Regions from separate parts of the Sus scrofa genome. Here all the other regions are linked to region 2. The links are chromatin contacts, called in public Hi-C and promoter capture Hi-C maps. All regions are on one chromosome and are shown on one strand. The core of a region is the stretch at or near the end of the contact, and the rest is flanking DNA. Distances in the headings are between cores, read along the strand shown. Region 1 holds the start of RFX3 (transcription factor RFX3). Region 2 holds the start of PUM3 (pumilio homolog 3). Region 3 holds the start of SMARCA2 (probable global transcription activator SNF2L2).

Region 1 (4,321 bases), core at 1,774-4,273, 650 kb before region 2:
GTACTAAAGTAATTTATAAAGTATATAGTGCACACATAAATAATCAGGGCTCCCAGTTTTTCAAGTGGTTCAGATACAGATGTGTTAATTGCAAGCTGAGAGCAAAAACAGTCCAAGTTCAAAGGACACAGCATTTTAAATTCATAGATATTGACTCTGAGCATTTTGCAGACAGAAATTATGTCTAGTCTGTTTTAGATACTCAACAAATAATTATTACACTGACACTTTACTGAGTTTATCAAGGGATGTAAGATAATTTTTGGTTAGGCACTTTTTCTTACTTAGCCCAGTATATACTGCACTGGAACAGGTGATAAGACTGTTAGATACACTACTGGTTTTTTTCTGCAACTTAACAAATAATTTATTTCTGAAATACATGTGTACAACATATGTGAAGATGCAACTCTACAGCCTGCAAATAACCACAACAGATATCATATCCGAACTGACTATACAGGCAAAGAGATTTCTGGGACTTTTCATGACTTGTTATAACACAAAATGAGTATATAATCCAGCACGTTTCCAAATCTATAGCTTGAAGTGGTAGCTTGGTTATTCAATTGTGTTGTGGTAACATTGAAAAATTCATATGATTAGAGGTAATACTATCAATTATCCTACAAGAGGGGAAAATATTCTAAATCCTAACTTTCAAAGAACTCACTTAAAATACTTATCTATACCTAACTCAGGAAAAGGCCAAATCAGGAAAAATGTCTTTAAGTAGCTTAAAACTGATGTTACAATGTCCTGGCACAAAGGTCACACACTTTTTCTAAAAGAGAGTTCCTCAAAGTACTCTTGAGATACAGTTTTGCACAAGCTTCATTATGTGGTTTTCTTGACTGTAGATTAAAAGCATTAAATTAAAAAGATGGGAGGATAATAGAACTATGTTCACTAATAGCAGTAAGAAGCAACAGCTGACAGTGAGGGAAGGGATAGGCAAACTATAACAGACAATAGAACTAAAAAAGCACAGCTATTCAGAGCTGTGTAGTGTGAGCAACCGCCCCGCACACCATTACAGGAATAGAGGACTTGATCTGTAAATGTAATGAAATGAATATTCATAATGACTACCAGTTTTCATACAGCTGGAATGCATACTTTATTTCCCATGTGTATATTGAAAGTATTATTCTAAATATGAAGAATTTAACTGCTGTTGGTCACATTGTCATCGCCCTCAGACTAAATTGGTGGGTCTTGAAACCTTTCTGTTTTAGAACTATGTTCAGCACTGGTCACTATTACCTTGTAATACATTGTTAAAAGAACCTCTGTAACTCACTGAGATTACCAAAGACAACATTACTTTCTTAAATGGTTTAAATAGCTAATTCCTAAAATACTCTTAACGAATACTCTACGGCACAGAGCTGTAAAATAAAACCACTGACTTTCAAGAGTCTGTGCCTATTTTCTCAAAAACGAGACTATGCACCTAATAGTGGTGTTGTGAGGATTAAATGAGATAATGCACGTCAAACACTAAACACAATGTCTGGGGCAGCCTTAGACCTCTGTAATGGTGGTTATTATTATTTAGCATTGTGAATTTCTGTGGCCCCAAACCGTTATCTTGCAAGTGCAGAGAGTAAGCCTCAAGAGGACTTTCTAATGCCCTGCTTCTCATGTTATTGTCTTGGATAAGTAGCTTAGCTGCAAGTGTTGGAGGTTTGTGGTATTGGCAGGGCCTGGGGGCATGTTCCTGCAAGACTTGCACCTGCAGAGAATTGGACGAGGATGTCTGAACCTTGGCAACGGAGGCTATCGACACCAACCGGGGTTCGAGAGGGCTACTTGTGTGCTAACAACATCCATTACCCACGGAAGCCACTGGGCTAGTTCAATACACCCTGAAGCAACAAGACCTTCAGATACAGCATATTGTTAAGGTATCCCGGGATCTGGACCAGGGAAGTAACAGGACACGGGGTTGTGCTCAAATCCTGGTTTGGTCAACTTTAAACAAGAACACTTGCTTCACACTTGAAAGGTGAAGATAACGGGAATATAGGAACCAACTGGATGCTACACAGAGCAGGTGTTAAGTTACCCCACCTCCTAGCGCCTTTCCCAAGGTGGGGGGGGGGCGCCATGCGATTTCGTGTTCCCCGACAGGGCGATTTCTTCATCCTGAGTAGAGCTTACTCCCCACTACGTAGGTGGGGAATCGGGACCTTGCCTCCGCGCTCCGGAGGTAAGGCCCACGAGCTTGGACCTTCTCCGTGCGCGCTGGACCCGGGGAAGCCGGCCCGCTCCCACACGCGCCCGGCGCTCCTTTGCTCTAAGATGGCGGCGGAGGCAGCTCGCTCACGCCGCCCGCGCTCCTCCGAGTCGTGGCCTCAGGAGACTGGAGCGGGGTGGGACGCTGAGAGCAGGAGAGCGAAGGCGGCGCGGGCCCTCCAATACAGCGCGGGCCCGCCGCCCCTGAAGCACCAGGAATGCTAGAAGCCAGCAGATGGCTGCGACCGGGAACACCGCTGGCGCCTCAGAAACGAGGAAAAAAAAAAAAAAAGAAAATGAAAAAAAAAAGAAAAGAAAAAAAGGGGGGGAAAGAGCGGCGGCACATCCGGGACCCCTCCGCCCGCCCCGCCCCGGAAGTGACGTTTATCTCGGGCGGGCCCACTCTTCAAAGTGGATTTTTTTTTTTCTCGTTGTAGCGTGTTGTCCCGTAAGTTGTCTGGAATAGCCATCAACACCCCCTCTCCTGGGTTAGCCGTTACTCTCTCTCAGCTGGGAGGCTTGGCACAAAGCTGGATGCTGAGACTGGCAGCTCTCGTTCGGAAGAAAGTATCTCTCGCACCACACCCCTAAATTCCCTCTCCAGCCTTTCCGGGGAGCATAGTAGTGTTGCTTCAAAGGGACTCCTGGGTGACTTGAATCCCTCTCCAACCTAGCGCATCTCTTCAGAGTCCTTCCTCCGTCGCGCCCCTACAACCCGGGTTTGGAGGTTGTCAGTCACGGTGCTGGGCCCGCCCCTTCCGGCGGCTAGCCGGCCCGCCTCCTCCTCTCTTCCCTCCCCCACCCCTCCCTGTGCGAGTGTCTCCCTCTCCCTCTCGCTCCCTCTCTCTCTCTCCCTCTCTCTCTTTTGTGAGTTATAGCAACCGTTGCCTTGTGAATCAAGCGCCATAGTCACCGTAGTCCTGGCGACTGTTACCCATCAACAACAACTACTCCTCTCCTCCTCCTCCTCCTCTTCCTCCTCCTCCTCCCCACCACCACCATCTCCATCACCCACCAACAACACCACAATAATCCACAGCCAAGGTGAATATTCTTCGGTCTCTACATGTGTGTGGGAGCGTGTGGATGCGTGTGAACCTGTGTGTCCGTGCGTGTGTGTGTCCGTGTGTGCGAGCTGAGTGTGGCTGTGCGGGGGTCTCACTCCTGACACCGGGGCTGCAGCTGCGGGGCCGCTGCTGAGGGGCTCAGTCCCCTGGGCTTGTTTACAATGGACCGTGCGCGCGGCTGGGTCGGGGGTGTGGGCGCCGCGCTGCCTGCCCGCCGGCCCCGGCCCTCCGCGGCAGCGCTTCAGGGATGGAGCGGGAGCTCGGGGGGCTGCGAGCCGAGCGGGAGAGGGAGCCACAGTTTTGCGCTGCGGACCGTGTAGCTCTCCCCTAGGTCCGGGTCTGAGGAGGAGGGTCAGGTGAAGAGATAAGGATTTTTTTCTTTCTTTCTTTCTTTAATTTTCTTTTTTTTCGAAGCTGCGTGGTTCCTGCTTCTTTCAAAAGCGAAATAGACAAGAGTGTGCAGGGGGGTACCCAAGAGGTGGTGTTTTGCTGTTGTTGTTGTTCACTTGTGGGGCCTTGTTATGGGTTTTGTTATTTTTATCCTCGTACAACGGTGAACTTTTCCCACCGCCTATTCCCTTCATTTTTGCCCCTCTTTGCCTTGTGCTAGATGGGCTGCTCGTTTACCATCATCAGCTGCATGTTTTTTTTCTTTTCTTTTCTTTTAAAACTGTGTTTTCTTTGTGCTGCAAAACAGTCTTAATATCCATTCTGCACTCTTCCCTCCCCTTCTTTCTTCTCCCCCCACACCCCTTGCACACATACTGAAACCTGGGGCCTCTTTGCTGGGCTCTTTGCTGCACTGGGAAAGAGATCTTTTTTTAAAAAAGTCTCTCTTCTCTCCCTCTCTCTCTTCTCTCTCTCTCTCCCTCTCGTGTGTGTGTGTGTGATTTAAACCGGATGCAGGGCATCTGTGATAACTTGGGTTAGTAGTTATTGACAGTGCTTTATCCTTCATGTGGAGGTGGGAGGGGTACTGGTGAGGTTCCATTTCACTTTGATGAGCCTCCTTC
Region 2 (4,321 bases), core at 1,736-4,235:
GCCAGGACACAGGTTCCATCCCTGGCCAGGCACTGTGGGTTAAAGGATCTGGCATTGCCGCAATGCAGCTTAGGTTTTTTAAAAAATGAAAAGGAAAGGAAAAAAATAAACAACATAGCGAGGATGGTGGAGCAGAGAGACTGTGAAAGAACCAGGGTCTTTTTTGTCTTTTTAGGGTCGCACCCACAACATATGGAAGTTCCCAGGCTAGGAGTCGAAACGGAGCTGTAGCTGCTGACCTATAACACAGCCATAGCAACTCGGGATCCTTAATGCACTGAGAAAGGCCAGGGATCGAACACTCATCGTCCTGGATACTGGTTTGTTGTTGCTGAGCCATGACGACCGGAACTCCCAAACCTTGGGTCTTTGATGACATTATTAGATCATTCAACTAGAGCAACCATTGCCTTCAGAATCTTTGTTGTGGGAAGAAAATTATTGATTAAGCCACTATTAGCTGAACTTTCCATCACATAAAGCCAAAATCATTTCTAATGGATACCATCTGCCCCCCCAATCATTCAACATTTACTATTAACTGATAAGTTTAAATAGACTATCACTTTTGAGTTTCACAGCAACCCCCAAAGCTAAGTGTGGTATTCCCATTTTACATGTGCAGAAACTGAGGCCCATACAAATTAACTGTCATCTCACCATCACACATTCTTTGGATTTTAAGCCAGATTCATTTGATTCCAGTGTCAGTGCTCTTAATTACATTGCTATAAACCTCTTGGACTGGTACAAGTCCAGATGTTATGATTAAATTGAATGCACTATCATTTAGGAAGAGCATTTTATGCTTCTAGGAATACATATAATGCTCAACATTTAGATCATTAGATATTTGAAGTATTAATGGACTTAACTTAGTTAACTGTAAAATTATAAACTTTTTTGTTCTGCAAAACCACAAGATACTCCCAACTCACTCCAAACAAAACACTCAAATCATTGTGTCAACTTTTTGACAGCATATTTGATCAACAGAATTATTATTTATAGTCCAGAACTTTGGTATGTGACAAATTTTTTTCCTCCCTGGTAAGAAGGTAGACGAATAGTAGAGATTTGATGTATATATTTGAGACAGGTACCTGGGTGTATGTGAGAGGATATAGGGTGCTGCTTTCTGTGGTGTTTTTGTTTTGTTTTTTAAGGGCCACACCCACGGCATATGGAAGCTCCCAGGCTAGGGGTCGAATCAGAGCCACAGCAACTCAGGATCTGAGCCATGTCTGTGACCTATACCACAGCTCACAGCAATGCCAGATCCTTAATCACTGAACAAAGCCAGAGATCTAAACTGCATCCTCATGGATATTAGTCAGGTTCTTAACCCGCTGAGCCACAAGGGGAACTCCCTGTGGTGTTGAAAATGTAAATGCATCCCTTCCAGGTAGGTGTATTTATGAAGATTTTATTATTATTAAAAAAAATTGCCTAGCACATACCATATTATTTGCCTAATAAGCACTGCTGATGGACCTCCTGCAATTCTCATTCTACAGTCTCTTCTCTTGAGCTTTTACTGGAGAAATAATCAATTACAGAAAGTAGTCCAGAGGCAGCCAGGTTGAATTTGAATCTGGATCAAAATTAATGAATGTCTTCCCTTTCTCCATAACATGAGGGGGAAAGACCTACTTAACTTCTTATGAGACTTAAGTGAGCTTAGGATATGTTGGTGTCCCTTCCTGCAGAATCTATGAAAATGACCTTATTTGGGGAAAAGATTTTTGCATATGTAATTAAGTAAAGACATCTAAATGTGATCATCCCTGATTATCCTGAGGGATCCTAAATTCAATAAACAGACAAGTGCCTTTACAACACATAGAAAAGGATGGCTCAGTGGATAACGAATCCGACTAGGAACCATGAGGTTGTGGGTTTGATCCCTGGCCTCGCTCAGTGGGTTAAGGATCCGGCGTTGCGGTAGGCTGTGGTGTAGGTCGCAGACGCGGCTCGGATCTGGCGTGGGGGTGGCTGTGGCTCCGGTGTAGGCCGGGTGTCTACAGCTCCGATTAGACCCCTAGCCTGGGAACCTCCACATGCTGGGGGTGCAGCCCTAGAAAAGACATAAAGACAAAAAAAAAAAAAAAAAAAAGAAAGAAAGAAAAAAGAAAAAAAAAAAAAAAACAAACACATAGGAAAGGAGAAAACATAGAAGAAAAAGTCATGTGAAGACAGAGGCAGAGACTGGAGCGGCCCAAGCCAAGGAAAGTCTGGAACCGCAAGAAGCGGAAAGAGGCACAAAGTTGTTCCCTAGAGGCTGAAGAAGGTGCACAAACTCTCTAACAGCATGATTTCCAACTTCTAGCCTCCAGAACAATTAGAGAATAAATTCTGTTGTTTGACCGGACCAAGTTTGACCCCATTGCACCTGCAAAATGAGGTAGCAGCCTAACTACAGTCTCATCTCCTTAAGTGGATAGTGGGATAACTGCATTCTGGACGGAAGGGCAGACGTTTAAAATGTTAAACATTTATCAATCATTCACTGTACTAGGCTTTTTCCATACATGACAGCCATCGCTATTTGATCAAGTAACCAAGGTTCAAAGAAATTCAGCCATTTGTCGTAAGCCACGCAGCTAACAAGCAGAAGAAAAAGCCGAGATCGCAATACAAGCCGATTCCGGACATATCCCTTTAATCCTCCCCTCTAGAATACCAGAAAGGATGCGAATGAACCATTCTAAAATTCTTAACTGTTTAAGCCTCAATTCCCCCTACAGTTTAGTGGCGCCAAGTTCTCCGCTGCCACAATTGGTGAGCCCTTGCGAAAAGCTCCAGCTCCTCCCGGGAAAGACAGGGTTAATGACGTCACTTTCAGGAGCCGTTATCCCGTCTTCGCCCCACGGGTCCTTTCCAGGGCCAAAACTCTTTGTGGCTCAGTCCTCGCGCCTCTCGATGAGATATAAGTAAGAGCGGACCAATAGCAACGCCGAATTTCCGTTTTTCTGGATAATTCCCTCCCCTTAACCGTAGCGCCGCTGCGGAAGAAGGTAAAGGGAGACAGGGGCGGGGCTGGGCTAGGAAGCGGAAGTCCTCGCGGTGGGTCCAGGACCCGTGCTTCCCGGACCCGCACGTGTGTGGTGAGTGTAGCGCGCTCCGCTGCAGATCCCGGGAGGGCTTTGTTCCCTCGCCGGCGCTGGAGTGGGAGGGTCTCTCGGATAGAGGTGTTCACATCTGTCATCCGCCGGTTGATCTTCTATGGCTTTTTCTACTCTGGGAGTTTTAGGTCTTATGGGAGCCTGACTGCCAAAGCAGGTTTACTTCTCTCCCTATCTCGCTGTCTTGAGAATGCTGGGTTAACTTGAACTACCTTCAGCCTCTAAAATCCCAGCGTGTGCTAGTAGCTTTCAGCTTTTCTGTCATATATTTGACTGGGTGCCCAGTTTACACTCTGAATGTACGGTTGCAAGTTGTAAGCGTTGGGAGGGAAACGAATTTAGTGCTCAGCTGGAGGATGGGGGTGTTTGGGGGAAGTAAGCCGAGATCCAGAGCATGACAAGAGGCCACCCTGGGATCTGGAAGCGCAGGGAAAACCACTTTCAGCAGAGACAGTAACTTGGGCTAAGTCCTTCAGGTGGAAACTGTAGAAGCGAAGCCAGAGTAGTGAGCCAGAAGTACAGCGATACAAGACAAAGTTAAATGGGTGGGTGGGAGGTTCTGTAGGGCTTGGGAGTCAGTGCTTGCTAGGAGTATGGATTTTCTTTACAATGGGAGAATATTCCCATTTGTACAACACAGTGAAAACTTACAAGCAAGGGAGAAGCAGGTCCCGGTTCTCTTCAGATAATGTGTAGTAATTTGTATTATTATATAGTGCGTGTAGTTATTATATAGTCTGTATAATTATGTAGTGTATTTCATATAGAATGTATTATATAGAGATTATTGACGATGGTTTGGATCAGGGTGGTGGTAGTGGAGATTGAAGTTGGAGGGTTAGAGGGTCAGTTAAAGTTACTAAAGGGGATTTAAGAGGACTTAGTGAAGGATTGAATGTAGCAGACAAGGGAGACAAACTATCACAGGTAAATCTTGGGTTTCCTCTTCTTACTTGACCACTGGAGTGGGTGATGAGCCAATGCTGAAATGGGGAAAAATAGATGAGGACATTTTTGTTTCCAGGCGGAGTGTTTGTTTTTTTTTTGTTTTTTGGCTACACCCACAGCATGTGAAAGTTCCCAGGCGAGGGGTTGAATCTGAGCCACAGCTGTGACTGAGGTGCTGCAGACATATAAAGAATTATATTTTGTATACGTTAAGTGTAAGATGCTTATTAGACACATAAATGGAAGTT
Region 3 (4,290 bases), core at 446-2,945, 820 kb after region 2:
CCCTGCTTGGTGTGCGCCCGCAGACGGAGGGCGAGTAGGGGCTGGCGCGCAGGACTGGTTATTTGGGGAAGTGCATCGCGACACCTTTGCAGATGGCATGGCCGTGTTTTGCAACGCAAACAGAAGGAGGGAAGACGGCCAGATGGAGGGGGAGAGCGGAGGAAGGGGTAAACCAGGTTGGGATGGGAATAAATCAAACTCGAAAGCAAGGAAGGAGAAGGAAGGGGAGCGTGTCATCATTGGGAGGAGGCTCCCACCCGGTCTCCCCGCCTCCCGCCCTCGCCAGCCACCCTATCCACCCCCCACCCCTCAGCCCTTCCCCTTCTCAGGCGAATGCCACCGCCGCTGCCGGGTGCGCGCGGGTCCTGTTTGTGACAGTCAGGCAGAGAGGATTATCCGGATCATGGCCTCCCCGGCCCGCAGTCACCGTGGCTCTCCCCGGCCCCAGCGCGCCCCTAGCACCCGGATGATCACCCGCGACCCACGCCCTCGGTTCCCGCGGCTCAAGCTAGGGGAAGGCGCAAAGCAAAAGAAAACAAACCCGGGAAGGGAGAGGGCGGATAACTGAGCCCGGCGGGCACCTCCGACCTCCTTCTATCCGGCCTCTTCCCTCCCAGCAGTGCGGCCCCGGCCGGACACCCGAACTTCAACACCCGAGCCCGCGCGGCCGCCAGGTACCAGGACGTCCGTAGTGCCCCAGACACAGCCCCCCAGCAGCCCTTTTGCCTAAAGGCCTGCCTACCGGTCAGCGTCCCCATCCCCGCCCGAGGGAACGCGCAAAGTGGAGGTGACACCTCAGATCCCGCACGCACCGGCCCCGCGGCGTTGACTGCCGCCGCTTTGGCGCGCCAGCTCCGGCTTCTCCCGCCGCGATCCTCTCGCGTCTCCGCAGCCGGAGCCCTTTAAACAAGTCCCCAGGAAGCGGGTGTCAGCCGCGTTCGTTGGATCCCCGCCGGCAGCCCGGGCTTCTCGCCCTCCTCTCCTGCTCTCCTTCCAACTCTTCCGGGGAGGACTGCTCTGGAAGAACTGTCGCGTTTCCATCCTATTCCCCCGATCCTCCTGCCTCCTCCCTCACCACCCCAGCTTTTAAGGGAATGGAGGGATTGCAACCTTGCCGAGTGTATGTGTGTGCTACAACCTTGAGTTGGCAGTGCATCGCTGACTGCCTACCTAGGGTCAAGGCTGTGTTTTGGTGGGATTTTCCTCCCCTTGCCTCCTTTAAGTAATAATTATTACTGTTATTATCAGAACAGTAAGGTTCGGTTGAAACTTTCCCGTTCCTTCCACCGCTGCCCGGGAGCTGTTGTTAGAGCATTCCACCTGAGGCCCGCGGGGAGGAGGCGGGCTTTTTTTGTTGTTGTTGTGGCGGTTGGCCCGCCTGTTTGTTTTGGTCTCCGTGCATGCACAATAAATAATAATTAGGATAATAATGAACGATCCCCGGCGAAGGCGGCGCGGTGCCTGAGGGGTTTATGCGGCGTCTGCAGCCGGGAGGCCAGAGGGAGGGGAAAGAGGAGAAAGGAGTTGTAAGTTATATTTACCTTGCTCGCGAGGAGTGTGCTGGCTGAATCTCTTTCCTCTCTGAGTCACCCAGAGTACAGAAACCGAGGGAGAGAGGACTAGATTATGAATATGACTTCATTGATGACAGCCATCCCCTCCTCTTCCTAAACTCCGGCTCCGCCCCGTGTCCCACCCTCGCCGCCTCCTTGGGCGCCGGAAGACGCGCCGCTGTTGGCCCCTCGCGCCGCTCCTCCCTGCCCGCCCGGACGCGGGTTGGCGGGACGCGTCTGTCACTCGCCCCGCTCAGCGACTCCCTGAGCTCGGGGGGTGGGGGGGGAGCGGAGGGGGCGGTGTGCAAGAATGTGGATCGAGACAGCTCTACTGTATGCGTGGATCCGTGTGGGTTTGCAAGGCGCCGGCTCTGAGCTGTGTTTGCGCCTGAGCAGAGAAACTGCGCAGGATGCGGAAAGCCCAGAGCCTTGACGGAGTTGGGCGCCCGTTATCCCATGCTGACAGTCTTCTCCCAGGGCCGCTGCGAGGCTCCTCCCGGGACGCTGGGAAGGGGAGGAGGCAGCGAAAGGGAGGGCAGCCGTAGTAATAGCTCGTAGTAGTTTGGGGGTATGTAAAGAAGGTGCTGGAATTTAACTGCGCCTCCGCCTGCCTGAGCGAGCCTGCAGAGGGAAGGGGAGGGGGCGACAGGGTGGGGTGGGCGGGCGGTTCCGAGTGGCACCAAAGCTGCTTGTGGCAAGGTATTGGCCATTTAAAAAAAAAAAAAAAAGAGGCATCGATGTCCCGCACGAAACTTTTTCTCTTGCCCCCCCGCCACAAGGCTGTAATTATAAATCTGTTCCCTTTCTCTCCCGTAAAAAGGAAGGCGGGCACAAAGAACATTCCTGCCAAAACTGTCTTTTTTTTCTAAAGGACTGCTAGCTTCCAAACGCCAAAAAGGGAAAAACAGCTGAGAGGCTGAATGCCTTGTAAATAAATAACACCGCCCTAACCCCTCTGTTTACTTTGTGGACCAGACACAGCACTTTAACCTTTCCTCACCTGTCATCTTCGCGTAAAATATATACAAAAATAGGTGAAAACAACCTCGTGGGGGCAGGGCGGGCGAGTTAGGGGGCAGTTGAAGCATGGAATCTGCTTTTGATTTAAGAAGGGGAATAAATCTCTTTTTCTCTCCAGTCCATAGTCTCTTGGCCTCCAGGCCACGTTTAAGACCAGTTAAGCCTACAAACAGTAAACTGCTGGCACTTAGTAGTTTTGAGACCTCTTGCTCCAGTTTTCCTTGAAATACAGTACTTTGGCTGGACTAACAGGTCAGTGTTTGCTGAGACGATTTTATTTTTAGTTTTATGAAGTGTGAAAGAATGTTAGGAGATTTTAAATCAAGGACCTATTATTTTAGACTCAGATTAATGTAGGCGCTTGACTCTTAAATTAAAACTGTTCCTATATGGTAGTGTTATGATTTATCCCTTATTTTGTAATGTAATGGCTTAAATTAGTCATTCAAAGTACACTGTGACTATCTGGTTGAGAGTTTTCCCCCCAGAGTAAAATCCTGTTTTAAGACCATTTTAGTGTTGCAAAATTGACTATTTGAGCTATGGGTCTGAAATACAGTTCTAGGATGCTTAAAACTATGTACTGGCTAAGTTGAGGACAAGAAGCTGTGGATAGAACACCAGCTGCAATGTGCTACGTGTGGTCATTAAATGTCAAGAATTGTTTCTGTTGCTGGTCCATTGCTGTAGAAGGAGTCTGCAAGGGCACCATTTTCAAGTGGCAAGGAGTGTCAAGGATCATGAACCCTGTAGTCTTCTAAGGCTTTGCTACTTGCTTGTTAACTTGAGCTTCATAATTTTCTGTCTCTCCCAAAGTGAACCTCAGGACAACAAAAGATAACCCATCTAAGAGAAATAGAATATAGTATTCCCTGAAGAATCTATTGTAAGAACTTGTTTTTCTGCCTGAGGATATGCCAGTATAACTCTTAACCAGGCAAGACATCTTAAACAAAATTTGCAATGTAGTAAAACTACAACAGCCAACTGCTAATAAATTGCAACTAATAATATAGCCAGATAACCCAATCATCTATAAAATGGTTTTAACCTAATGGTGACAGAGCTTAATACATTAGGTAATATAAGCTTTTCATTTGGGCAGGATGGAAGGGGGTGTGGCTTATCTGTTTCCCTGGCAAGCCAGCCTCACATGCCAATTTTTCAGAAATTGATGACTTCATCTTTATTTCCTTGTGAATAAGTGCCCTTTATCCCATTAAGAATCCACCTTCACCTGCCATGCCAAATTTCAAAATGAGAACAATCATCTGAGCAAGAGACTGGCCATTTCTTTTGGCATTTTGTCAGAAGGAAAGTAAAGAAGAAAACGCTCCCTTTGTTACATGTGTACATTCTTCAGTTCATATAAAATTTTGATGCAGTACTTGGAGGGATTGGTATCTATGCATTATCTGCACAAATATGGGAATAGAAAAATAAAATCTATCACTGGAAGAAGACATTAAATATAGATATTGCATCTCCCTTTCCCTTCATGTTGGTCTAAGGAAGCACCACCATCTCCCTTCAGGTCTTTCCTCCAAGGAATCTTGTTGTTTGTAGCTTGCACTGAAGCAAGTAGGAATTCTATAAGATAAGGCTTATGCTCAGGAGAAATGGAAAGGCAGTGCCATTCACTCAATATGAAGAGAAGATTGAGAAGACTGTAGAATGTATAGCGTGAACTTCATCTCCTAGGGAAAGCAAAATTTAA

Evidence for each region. Promoter capture Hi-C pulls out the DNA fragments that hold promoters and counts their contacts. A called contact is a pair of places that touch in the nucleus more often than the background predicts.
Region 1: a promoter capture Hi-C map of liver shows a contact between it and region 2, with 6 times the contacts expected there. The contact joins the promoter of RFX3 here to the promoter of PUM3 in region 2. A contact is called at or near these places in 1 of 5 promoter capture datasets (liver), 3 of 47 Hi-C or Micro-C datasets (heart right ventricle, skeletal muscle and subcutaneous adipose tissue) and 1 of 2 datasets of contacts at active chromatin or transcription factors (alveolar macrophages).
Region 3: a Hi-C map of liver shows a contact between it and region 2, with 5 times the contacts expected there. The contact joins the promoter of SMARCA2 here to the promoter of PUM3 in region 2. A contact is called at or near these places in 7 of 47 Hi-C or Micro-C datasets (alveolar macrophages, embryonic fibroblasts, heart right ventricle and 3 more) and 1 of 2 datasets of contacts at active chromatin or transcription factors (alveolar macrophages).

The regions. Positions count from the first base shown.
Region 1 is chr1:218,337,405-218,341,725 of Sscrofa11.1, forward strand. RFX3 (transcription factor RFX3) reads left to right here and starts at 3,024. Exons shown (of 19, transcript XM_021064186.1): 1 at 3,024-3,285.
Region 2 is chr1:218,991,154-218,995,474 of Sscrofa11.1, forward strand. PUM3 (pumilio homolog 3) reads left to right here and starts at 2,986. Exons shown (of 18, transcript XM_001927669.7): 1 at 2,986-3,107.
Region 3 is chr1:219,813,743-219,818,032 of Sscrofa11.1, forward strand. It overlaps SMARCA2 (probable global transcription activator SNF2L2), which reads right to left and starts at 1,696. Exons shown (of 33, transcript XM_021064340.1): 1 at 1,542-1,696.